Regions from separate parts of the Mus musculus genome. Here region 1 is linked to region 2. The links are chromatin contacts, called in public HiChIP or PLAC-seq maps. All regions are on one chromosome and are shown on one strand. Each heading gives the region's core, a stretch centred on a gene start, on an enhancer-like site or on the middle of the called end of the contact. The rest is flanking DNA. Distances are from core to core; before and after follow the strand shown. Region 1 holds the start of Spink4 (serine peptidase inhibitor, Kazal type 4). Region 2 holds the start of Nfx1 (nuclear transcription factor, X-box binding 1).

The links. HiChIP or PLAC-seq counts read pairs in DNA pulled down with a chosen protein or histone mark.
Region 1: a contact with region 2 is called in an H3K4me3 HiChIP or PLAC-seq map of intestinal villus epithelium, with 16 read pairs. The contact joins the promoter of Spink4 here to the promoter of Nfx1 in region 2. A contact is called at or near these places in 1 of 484 Hi-C or Micro-C datasets (morula), 9 of 115 datasets of contacts at active chromatin or transcription factors (the 230-238 cell line, the SCID.adh cell line, embryonic stem cells and 3 more) and 2 of 9 other capture datasets (adipose tissue and liver).

The regions. Positions count from the first base shown.
Region 1 is chr4:40,917,669-40,922,467 of GRCm38.p6, reverse strand. Spink4 (serine peptidase inhibitor, Kazal type 4) reads right to left here and starts at 2,412. Exons shown (of 4, transcript NM_011463.2): 1 at 2,313-2,412. The coding sequence starts at 2,373.
Region 2 is chr4:40,968,863-40,973,851 of GRCm38.p6, reverse strand. Nfx1 (nuclear transcription factor, X-box binding 1) reads right to left here and starts at 2,909. Exons shown (of 24, transcript NM_023739.3): 1 at 2,793-2,909. The coding sequence starts at 2,817. It overlaps Gm52692 (a long non-coding RNA gene), which reads left to right and starts at 3,693. Exons shown (of 2, transcript XR_003955193.1): 1 at 3,693-4,250.

The DNA of each region.
Region 1 (4,799 bases), core at 1,163-3,662, 51 kb after region 2:
GCTCTTAACCGCTGAGCCATCTCTCCAGTCCCCAAGTTCTGTATCTTGATAGAGGTTTGGAACATAAAGGTGTGTGCATTGTCATGGCTCATCTGTAAGACGTACTGAATAGAAACACCATGTGTTCCATGGCCGATAACTATTGAGAGAAAAGCGTTTACAAAGGCTGAGTAAGCCTGGTGGTGGAGGTCTTATAATCCTAGCTTGGGGGGCGGGCAGAAGGATTAGAAATCCCAGGTGAGACCCAGCTATATAGCAGAACAGAAATGTCAAACATTTAAAAGGCAGGATGCCCCTTCTCTGGCTCCTATCACTGTCCCTCAGCTCCCTCTGAACCAGCACTCCACAGTTACATGTTCAGGGCCTGTGTAAACTGACCCCCCCCCCCTCCAGCCTTGCTTCTAGGCCTTGCTATCTATTATAGTCCTCAATGTCCCTAGGACGCAAGGGTCCCTCATTGCTCATTGTCCTGAAGCAGTGGCTTCCCTGACTCCTGCAGACCTGCTGCCTGAGATGCCTCACCCCCAGTCTCCTCCTATGAGGTCATAGCATCTCAAGCCCCACCCCCCAGTCTCCTTCTATGAGGTCATAGCATCTTAGGCCCTACCCCCAGTCTCCTCCTATGTGGTCATGCATCCTCCCAAGGCTCAGAAGCTTTCCCTACAGTGGTCCCCCACAGTTCCTTGAAAAAACCTGGATTTGAGCTTTGTCACAAAGACAAATGTTGTCTCACTCACTGGGCCACCCCTGCCTCCCTATGAACTCGTGTTTCTTGGGGCTCCCTGTGACTCCCCATCAATGCCTCATCCAGTGAATATTCAGGAATTGAGCCCTGAAGTGTGTTGCGGGAGAATCCAGAACCTTACACAGTCAGAATTGCTTCCTAGGGGTGTGAAACATTGTCTTTAACCCCAGGCACCCTTGCCTTGACCCAGGTGCACCCTTCATCATTCAACCAAGGCTGGAATCTGAAATGTGTACAAGGACCTTCAAGGCAGGCTGCTTAACATTCCCACTGGAGGAGGAGGTGCTTGGGAAATGGGGAACAGGCATGGGGGAAGGCAGCCTGTGTCTGACCAGAGACTGCAGGCTCCTTCCTAATCACCCAGCTCCCAGATGTGACCAGCACGAGGTGCAGTGCAGTGTGGGGCATGGAGTCAATGGCCCTACGGTCCTGCTGCACACTGCTTTATAATGTGACTCTTGCCTACTTCATCCCAATGGGCTTCTCTGCTTCCCTGTTCTGTTTGTCCTCACCATACAAGCTAGAACATTCTTTAAAGGTTTAACTCCACTCCAAGCCTGACACTGGCTCCCACTTCACTCTGAGGAAAAGGTTCTCACATTGGCTCCCAAGACTTTGTCTAACATAGCTCTCAGCTGCCTCTCCCCACCTCACCTTTCCATTCCTTCCATCCCCCTCCCCTCCTCTCCTGTCTTCTTTCTCTGTACCATGCCCTTCACCCCCCTACAGCCACACAGCACCTCAAACACTCTAACATGCTTCTACCTCAGGGCCCTTGTATTGGCTGGTTCCTCCACCAGAACATTCTTGTCCAAAATACCTTCACCCCCTCACCTTCTTCAAGCTCTCCCCAAACCTGCATCTAAGAGACACCCCCTCCCTGATTTAACACTGCAGTTCCCTCCCAACCCACATCACACAGCTCCATGCTTTTCTTAGCCTTTGCCATATTCTTGTACACTATTCATTGTCTATCACCCACCCACACACCAAGTTTAAGATCTGTAGGGACGGTGCTTTTCTTGTTCTGCTCCTTTCTATGTTAAAGGACAAGAAAAGTATCTGACAGCAGTTTCGAGACTGCTGAGATGCTCCTGGCCTTGAGGAAGTCCACCTCTGGTATATGTCTAACCACCCAAGGCCCCCACTATATGCTTAAGTGGTTGTCTTGGGTCCCCTACTGCACCTTGTCAAAACAGAACAGGGCCCTGAGGGCCTGGAACAAGTCTCTCTTAGCACTCACCACCCCACAGTCAACCTGGGGCCTGACTGTTCCTTCTATCTTCTCAGCCTCCAGTCCATAATTGCTCAAGACATCTTCAAACTGAAATGGCATCCTACTTTACAGACTCAAGGGATGAGAACTTGGCAGGTTCTGGTCCAGAGTCAGGACTGAACCCATCCCTTTTCTCCCAGTGTTTTGCCTACTATGGTAGGATGAATACAGACAGAAGAGCTATGCAGAAAGGCCAGGCCTCACAGGAAGCTCCTGGCCTTGCCTCTGCCCCCACACCCAAGCTCACCCCCTAAGATCAAGCTTCAGAGAGACCAAGTTCTGCCCACTCACCCCTGTCCATGCCAAGGAGGGGAACCAAGGTCAGGGTGACCAGCCACAGATGCATAGCCATGCTGCTTGTGAGCTATGTGACTGCAGTCAAGTGTGGGCCGGGCTGACAGTGAGGTTGGGACCTATTTATTGTGCTGATCTCCACTCTTATCTTATCTGTGACCAGTTGGCAGCTACAGTGTCACCCCGTTAATCTCTTCATCCTGACACCTGGGAAGGGCCTGCTCAAGGCTCAAAGCTGACTTTGTGGTGATATAACGCTGGGCCCTAGGGCAGAGCTGGGGCTGGCAGGTGTCCAGAGCAAGCAAAAAGGGTTTGGACAGGTTGCAAAGCTGCCACCATGTGTCTATTAAAGCAAGAAGTGGGAGGGAGAGGAAGCAGAGAGAAACACAGAAACAGATGACAACAGGGGATGAAAGTAGGGGGCACAGCAGGAGACAGGGAGAGGGGAAGAGAGTCATGGATGCCTCGGCCACTTTGGACCTCACATAAGTGTTTGGTTCTCCTGCTGAGGACTGAGTTTGTGTCTTGGCAGTCCTGGGCAAACGCTTTTCTGCTGATCAACCCCAGTTCCCGTTCAACGTATTGAGACAGGAGCCCACACAAAGGTGATAGTTCTGGCTCAGCTCCTATCCTAGGGCTCCCCTGGGGACAGTGGTGGAGACGGCAGACAGTGCGGAATAAGGTAAAGGGAACTAATTTGAAAAACTTTTTTTTAAATTCTTTTTTTTTTAGATTTATTTACTATTATATATAAGTACATGGTAGGTGTCTTCAGACACACCAGAAGACGGTGTCAGATCTTATTACAGATGGTTGTGCCACCATGTGGTTGTTGGGATTTGAACTCAGAACCTTCAGAAGAGCAGTCAATGCTCTTAACCACTGAACCATCTCTCCAGTCCCCGAAAAGCTTTTTAAAAGGATTTTTTAAGATTTATTTTGCCGGGCATGGTGGCACACACCTTTAATCCCAGCACTCGGGAGGCAGAGGCAGGCGGATTTCTGAGTTCGAGGCCAGCCTGGTCTACAAAGTGAGCTCCAGGACAGCCAGGGCTATACAGAGAAACCCTCTCGAAAAACGAAAAAAAAAAAAGATTTATTTTTATTTTATGAGTATGAGTGTTTTGCCTGTATGTATATGTGGGCACCATGCGTATGTTTGGTGCCTTCAAAGGACAGAAGAGGGTGCTGGATCCCCTGGCTGTAAAACCCTATGCAGGTCGGTGCTGGCAACCAAACCCAGATCCCCTGCAAAAGCAACAAGCGCTCTTAACCAAGCCCTCTCCAGCCCCTAAAACTTGCTTTTATTTTTTTTTAATGTGTTAAACATTTTTTTCTTACATATGTGTCTGTGTGCTTGTGTGTGGGTTTGCACATGTATGAGTGCAGATGCCCGTGGAGCTCAGAAGAGGGCATCAGATCCTCGGGAGCTGGAGTTACAGGTGACTGAGCTATCTCATAGGGGTGCTGGGAACTAAACTTGGATCCTGACGAGCCTGTCACCTCTACCTCCTTTTTTGATACCATGAAGTGGGGACAACTGACTGACAATATCAATATATATATCTCTATCTATCAATATATATCAATATATATCTATACTATCTATATCTATATCACATTATATTACGCCATATAGGGGAGATGGCTCAGTGGCTAAGAATACTGAATGCTCTTGCAGAGGACCCAGGTTCAATTCCAAGCACCCACATGATGACTAACAACCATCAATAACTCTAATTCCAGGGGATCTGAAGCCCTCTTCTGACTTCGTCAGGACACACATAGTACACATGCATATTTGCAGACAAAACATCCAAACACATAAGAGAGATCTAAAACAAAACAAAACAAAAATGACAGCACACTTTACATACTCTATGGCTTAGCCCCCATACCCTGTAACCTCCTCTCAAGAGAACATAACAAGAAAGACATGTTGACCTGGCCATGGAGGCAAATCTCTGCCATCTCAGTGCCTATGAGACTGAGGTAGGATGATGGCCGCCAGCTGTTTCAGCCATCTTGGATTACAATGAAGAATCAAAAATAATGTTGAAGTGGCTCATAGATAAACAAACACACTGGGAGCCCAAGCCTGAGAACTTGCGATCAACACCAGGAATCACACAAAGATAGGAGAGAACAGACTTACAAAGTTGTCCTCTGGCCTACAAGCACCCCCCTCCCCAACCCCCAACGGCATGCGTGTACACACAACAATACATAAACAAATGCTAAAACCCAATCATTTAGAAAAAGGAAAATGTTGCCATTCTTTTCAGGTCCTCTGTGATATAGATGAGATTCCTTTCAAGAAAAGCAGTACCGGGTCAGGAACACTGGCTGCTCTTCCAGAGGTCCCGAGTTCAATTCCCAGCAACCACATGGTGGCTCACAACCATCTGTAATGGGATCTGATGCCCTCATCTGGTGTGTCTGAAGACAGCTACAGGGTACTCATATACATTAGATAAATAATAT
Region 2 (4,989 bases), core at 1,660-4,159:
CTCTCCTGCTTGAAGCAAGGATGGAGAAGGGGGCTAGATAAAGGTCAGTAAAGCTGCCCAAAAGCCTGATAAAGGGCGTTTCATATTGAATAGCCATACATAGTTGTGCTTTTACTAGACCTAAGCCAAAACCCTCAGGAAACCCTTCAAGAGGGCTGGAGAGATGGCTGAACTCACTGGCTGCCCTTCCAGGGAAGCCACGGTCAATTTCCAGCACCCATTTGGCAGCTCACAAATGGCTCTAACTCCAGTTCCATGGGATTCAATACCCTCACACAGGTATAACAATGCACAGTGTAAAAAAAAAAAAATTTTTTTTTAAAAAGAAAGATCTATAAAGAGACTTGAGGAGGGGACTAGAGAGATGGCTCAATGGTTAAGAGCACTGACTGCTCTTCCGAAGGTCCTGAGTTCAAATCCCACAACCACATGGTGGCTCAAAACCATCCATAATGAGATCTGACGCCCTCTTCTGGTGTGTCTGAAGACAGCTACAAGTACTTAAATATAAATAAATCTTTAAAAGAGATTTGAGGAAAGGGACACATAAATCAGGAAGCTGTCCCATGGCCTAAGTGAGACACATTTCAGTATTTTAAGTAGTAGTTCCTCCATTAGTGAGATGTCCTCTAGCCAAGGTATCATTATAATACAAGTAAGGGGTACCAGATACCCAACAAAACACAGCAATGAGAGAGTAATCCAACCAGTTGGCGCTAGAAAGCCTGAAAATAAGGGGGAAATTTTCATCCTGGATCAGTTTAAAGACCTTACTTAGGGCAATGGATCACAGCCTGTGGGTTGTGAGGTCTTTGGGAGCATAGAACAACCCTTTCACAGGGGTCACATAAGACCACTGGAAAATACAGATATTTACATTATGATTCATAACAGCAGCAAAACTAGTTATGAGGCAACAACAAAACAATTTTATGGTTGGGGTCACCACAACCTGAGGAACTGTATTAAAGGGCTGCAGCATTAGGAAGGTTGAGAACCACTTTTGGAAGTGGATGAGCTAGAAATGATGTTAAAGTAAGAACAAAGACTATAGACCAAGGAGGCAGGGATTTCTTGAACACAGGGACTCAGCACATGCTTTGGGGCGTGTCGGTGGTAACCTAGAGCGCAGTCCCAGAGGCTAAAACTCCGAGTCACAGCTAGCCCTCACTCAGCTCTGCTTCAAATGTCCAAGGGTGTGGAAATAAGTCAGGGCGAGGAGGAGAAAACGAACAGATTCGGTTTAGAGGGCCAGTGAAGGCCTGGAGGGGAGTGACAACGTATCTGCCTAAGTTCTCCACTCTCCAAGAAGATTTTTACATTCAAGTCAAGACTGGGGCACACCAATGCAATGTGTTCTTGCACTCTTTAAACTGAGACAGGGAAAAGAACATGACCTGTACAGGCACATCCTAATAGTGGCCCATCAATCTGTCAGAAGTGCAATTGTAATTCAAGCCAATGTTGGACATTGCTGTGATTTTCAGGAAGAGCAGGCCATTATGTCAAATCTACACAGTGGGTTGTGACAAGTCGTCATCGTGGTCTTCTTCTTAATAGTAATGTTAAGAGTATGTTGTTGAGAGTAAAAGAAACCTCTGCTTCTCGGCCTCCAACCCCATCTTCCCAGACAGGATCTCACTATGTAACCCTGGATGGTCTGCAACTATGTAAACCAGGCTGGACTCCAACTCGAAAGATCCTCCTGTTTCGCCCTCCCGAGGGCTGGGATTAAAGATGTGCGCTACCATGTCTGATAGCACTGAAACATTTGGTTTACTTTAAAAACAAAAAAACTTTTCTTTTAATCTTGTGTTCCTGTTTTAGCAAGGGTGCTTTGGGGGGACAGGGACGGGATATATGCCACGTGTTTGCTGATGCCCTCCGTGGCCAGAAGAGGGCGTCAGATCGCACAGCTTTCCAGGTGGTTGTGCAAGCGAACGTGACTGCTCTGTTGAGGAGCTACTGTTCTTAAACACTTGAACTAGCGCCCCAGCTTCTCGGTTCACATTTACATTTAGGTAAATGTGTACTAATACCCCATGCAAAACGTTCCTTTTTTTTTTTTTTTTTTTTTTTTTTTTTTTTGCTGTCCACAAAATTTGAAAGCCCGGATTGACCAATACACCTTGAAGAAAATGGAAATAGCTTATACGAACAGTCAAATGAGGCTGTCTCTACCACAGGGGTAGCTCCAGGAGGGAGAGTGAGCCAACAATCAGGGAGAGAACAGGGAGGGTCTGGGAATTAGCTTACTACTCCAGGCTGACAGATGAGGTAACTGAGACTGGATCACGTCACGCACCTCAATATGGGATTTCACACCCCCTCAGGACTGGGCCCGCTGGCTGGCTGGCCCGCGCGCGCGGAACCCGCCACTCCGAGAGGTAAAGAACACACCCCTAGCACAGCGCGCAAACTCGCTGGCCTCCAGGGCCCGCTACGGAGAGTCGCCTACGCCCGGCCGGCCGGCCGTCCGCCCGCCCGCCCGCCCGCCGGACTCTGCTCCGCGCGGCCTCGGGAAGGCCGGAAGGAGCCCCGCGGGGGGCGCCAGAGGCCCACGTCCGCTCCCTTGGCGCCGGGACCCGCCCGCTCTCCTCGGAAACCCAGGGGCCGAGCCTCCCCATCCCGTGGAAGATGGAGGAGGGTTCCGTACGTGCAGCGCGCGTGGCTTGGCCCTCGCGAGCCACTGTCCCCGCGCAGCACGCACCCCACTTGCCACCGCAATGGCCCGCACCCTTCGGACTAGACTGCTAGACCCTAGGGGTCCCGCGCGGGAAACGGGACAGTACCTGAGACCGGAGGCGCCTCCGCCATCCCGTGCCGCAGCACCTCAAGCGAGCCCCGCCACCGAGCGAAGGCTGTCACCTGGTCACGTGTCCCGGATTTCCGGCGCCGAGAGACTAGTCGCTCCTACGCGCCCGGGGACAGCCAAGGGGGTGGTGCTACCTGAGCACACAGTGAAATGGCGCATTTGGGACGTCAGACAAATGCGCCGGCCCGGGTGCAAGCGGGGTTTGCGGGGGGGACACGAGTGGCTGGAGGAGACCCACCCGGACCGCAGGATCTACTGCCCCCAACTTGCGTAATTGCTTTTCGAGAGCTGCTGGGTTCTCCAGCTGCTACGCCTTTTTGTCAAGTCCTGCCATCCGCCCGGCTTCAAATGACCTTCAGCTAAGAGGCGGCCTGGAGCGGCTCACGCAGGCGACGAGGGGGGGGGGGGCGCTGTAGTAATCAAAGGGCATTGTGGAGGAAAAGACTGCAAAACAATAAAAGGTTACCTGCCAAGGGTTAGGTAGCCCACGACTTCAGGACCTGGGAGGCTGGATCGGGGGTGGGATGGGAGTGGGATGTAGTGAGTTCCAGGTCCTGGGCTACCTATCCCTGTCTGTGTAAAACGAAACACAGTATCTAAAGGACTAATAGCAAATGAGCCACAAACCGGTAGGCAAGTAACAAATACAAATGAACACCAACTGAGGTAGACAGTTTGAAGTTACTGTGTTTTTTTTTTTTTTGGAGGGGGGGGGAGAGTGGGGAAAGGGTGTCCTGATGTAGCCCCTGTTGGTATTCAGGCATTCTGCTGGCCTGCCCCCAGGACCCTAGCAACCACTTAGACCTGCCTCCACCGTGTGTGATAGGTGTGTGCTGCGTCTAAAGAGACGCCCCCAAGCGTCCCCCCCCTCCCCCCCCCCGCCACCCAGCAGCTGTCTATTGTCAGCGTCCGGTCCCCTTCTCTCTGCCCCATGGCTTTGCTCCTGTCTGTCTGACTGGCTCCATGCCTACTTGTCTGCCTCTATTCCTTTCCTAGGCCCTCACTCCTCTTCTCCCAATAAACCACTTTTACTTCAGGTCTTGTTTGCATGACGTAATTTCTCAAGGTTGTACCTTGGCACGGGCCTTGCAGTAGGATCTTCTCTGTCTCAGCCTCTTTTATAGTAAAATATAATCTTCCAAGGTGAGGTGTGGTGACTTAGACTTTAATTCCAGCACTCTGGCAGCAGAGACAGTAGTTCTCTGTGAGTCTGAGGCTAGTCTGATCTACATAGTGAGTTCCAGGCTAGCCAGAGCAACAGTACAACACTGTCTCAAACATTCTCCACGATGTGACCATTTTGGTTACAGGGCTTCTGCACTTCTTTCTAATATCTACAGACTAAGAAGCCTTCGACTGGGTGGCTTAGCCTGCCCCTAACCGAGCACATTTAGGAATCCTTCAGGAATTATATTTGAAAATCGGCCTCAGAAAGGTGAGACACGAAACCGTTGTATTTGTACTACCTGCAGTAGTGAGATGATGATGATGAGAGAGACAAGAGGAGGGAGTGGAGGGGAGAGAACAGACGTTTGTGGGCAAGTTGCAGAGTCAATTGGCATCTTTGGAATTTAGTAGGCTACACACTACTTATTTTCAAATGACATCGTACTCCAGAACCTCGGAGCACAGCAAAGGCCAATGTATAATGTTTAACAAAGTCAAATGAAGATAGCAATTTATCATTAACGCCAAAGTTAACCAGCCTAAAAACCCAAATGATCATTATCTCTGACCAGAAGTTCCTGATGGAACAGAGCCCTGGCTTAGTTCTCAGCAGCAGACACCTCCATGGTCATCACACAACTTGGGAAAGTTGGTTCTCTCCTTTTACCTATGGGTCTGAGGGATCTGACTCAGGTCAACAGCCTAGCAGGAAGGGCTATTACCTGCTGACTCCTTGTCAGCCTTCTGGTTGAACATTACTTAATAGCCTTATGGATTTCTTCTTTTAGACTTCTCATTTTATATCTGTTGTCTATTCTTTTCTGTTGAGTTGCTGTGTTTTTCTTGCTATGGACTTTTAAAAAAAATATTTCTCTGTGTGTGTGTATGTTGAACATGATTGTCTGAGTGTATGTATGTACATGTGTGTCCAGGGGTTCTTGGAGGCCAAAAGAGGGCACTGGGTCCCCTGGAGCTTGAATTACAGGCAATTTGATTTTACGGAGCTG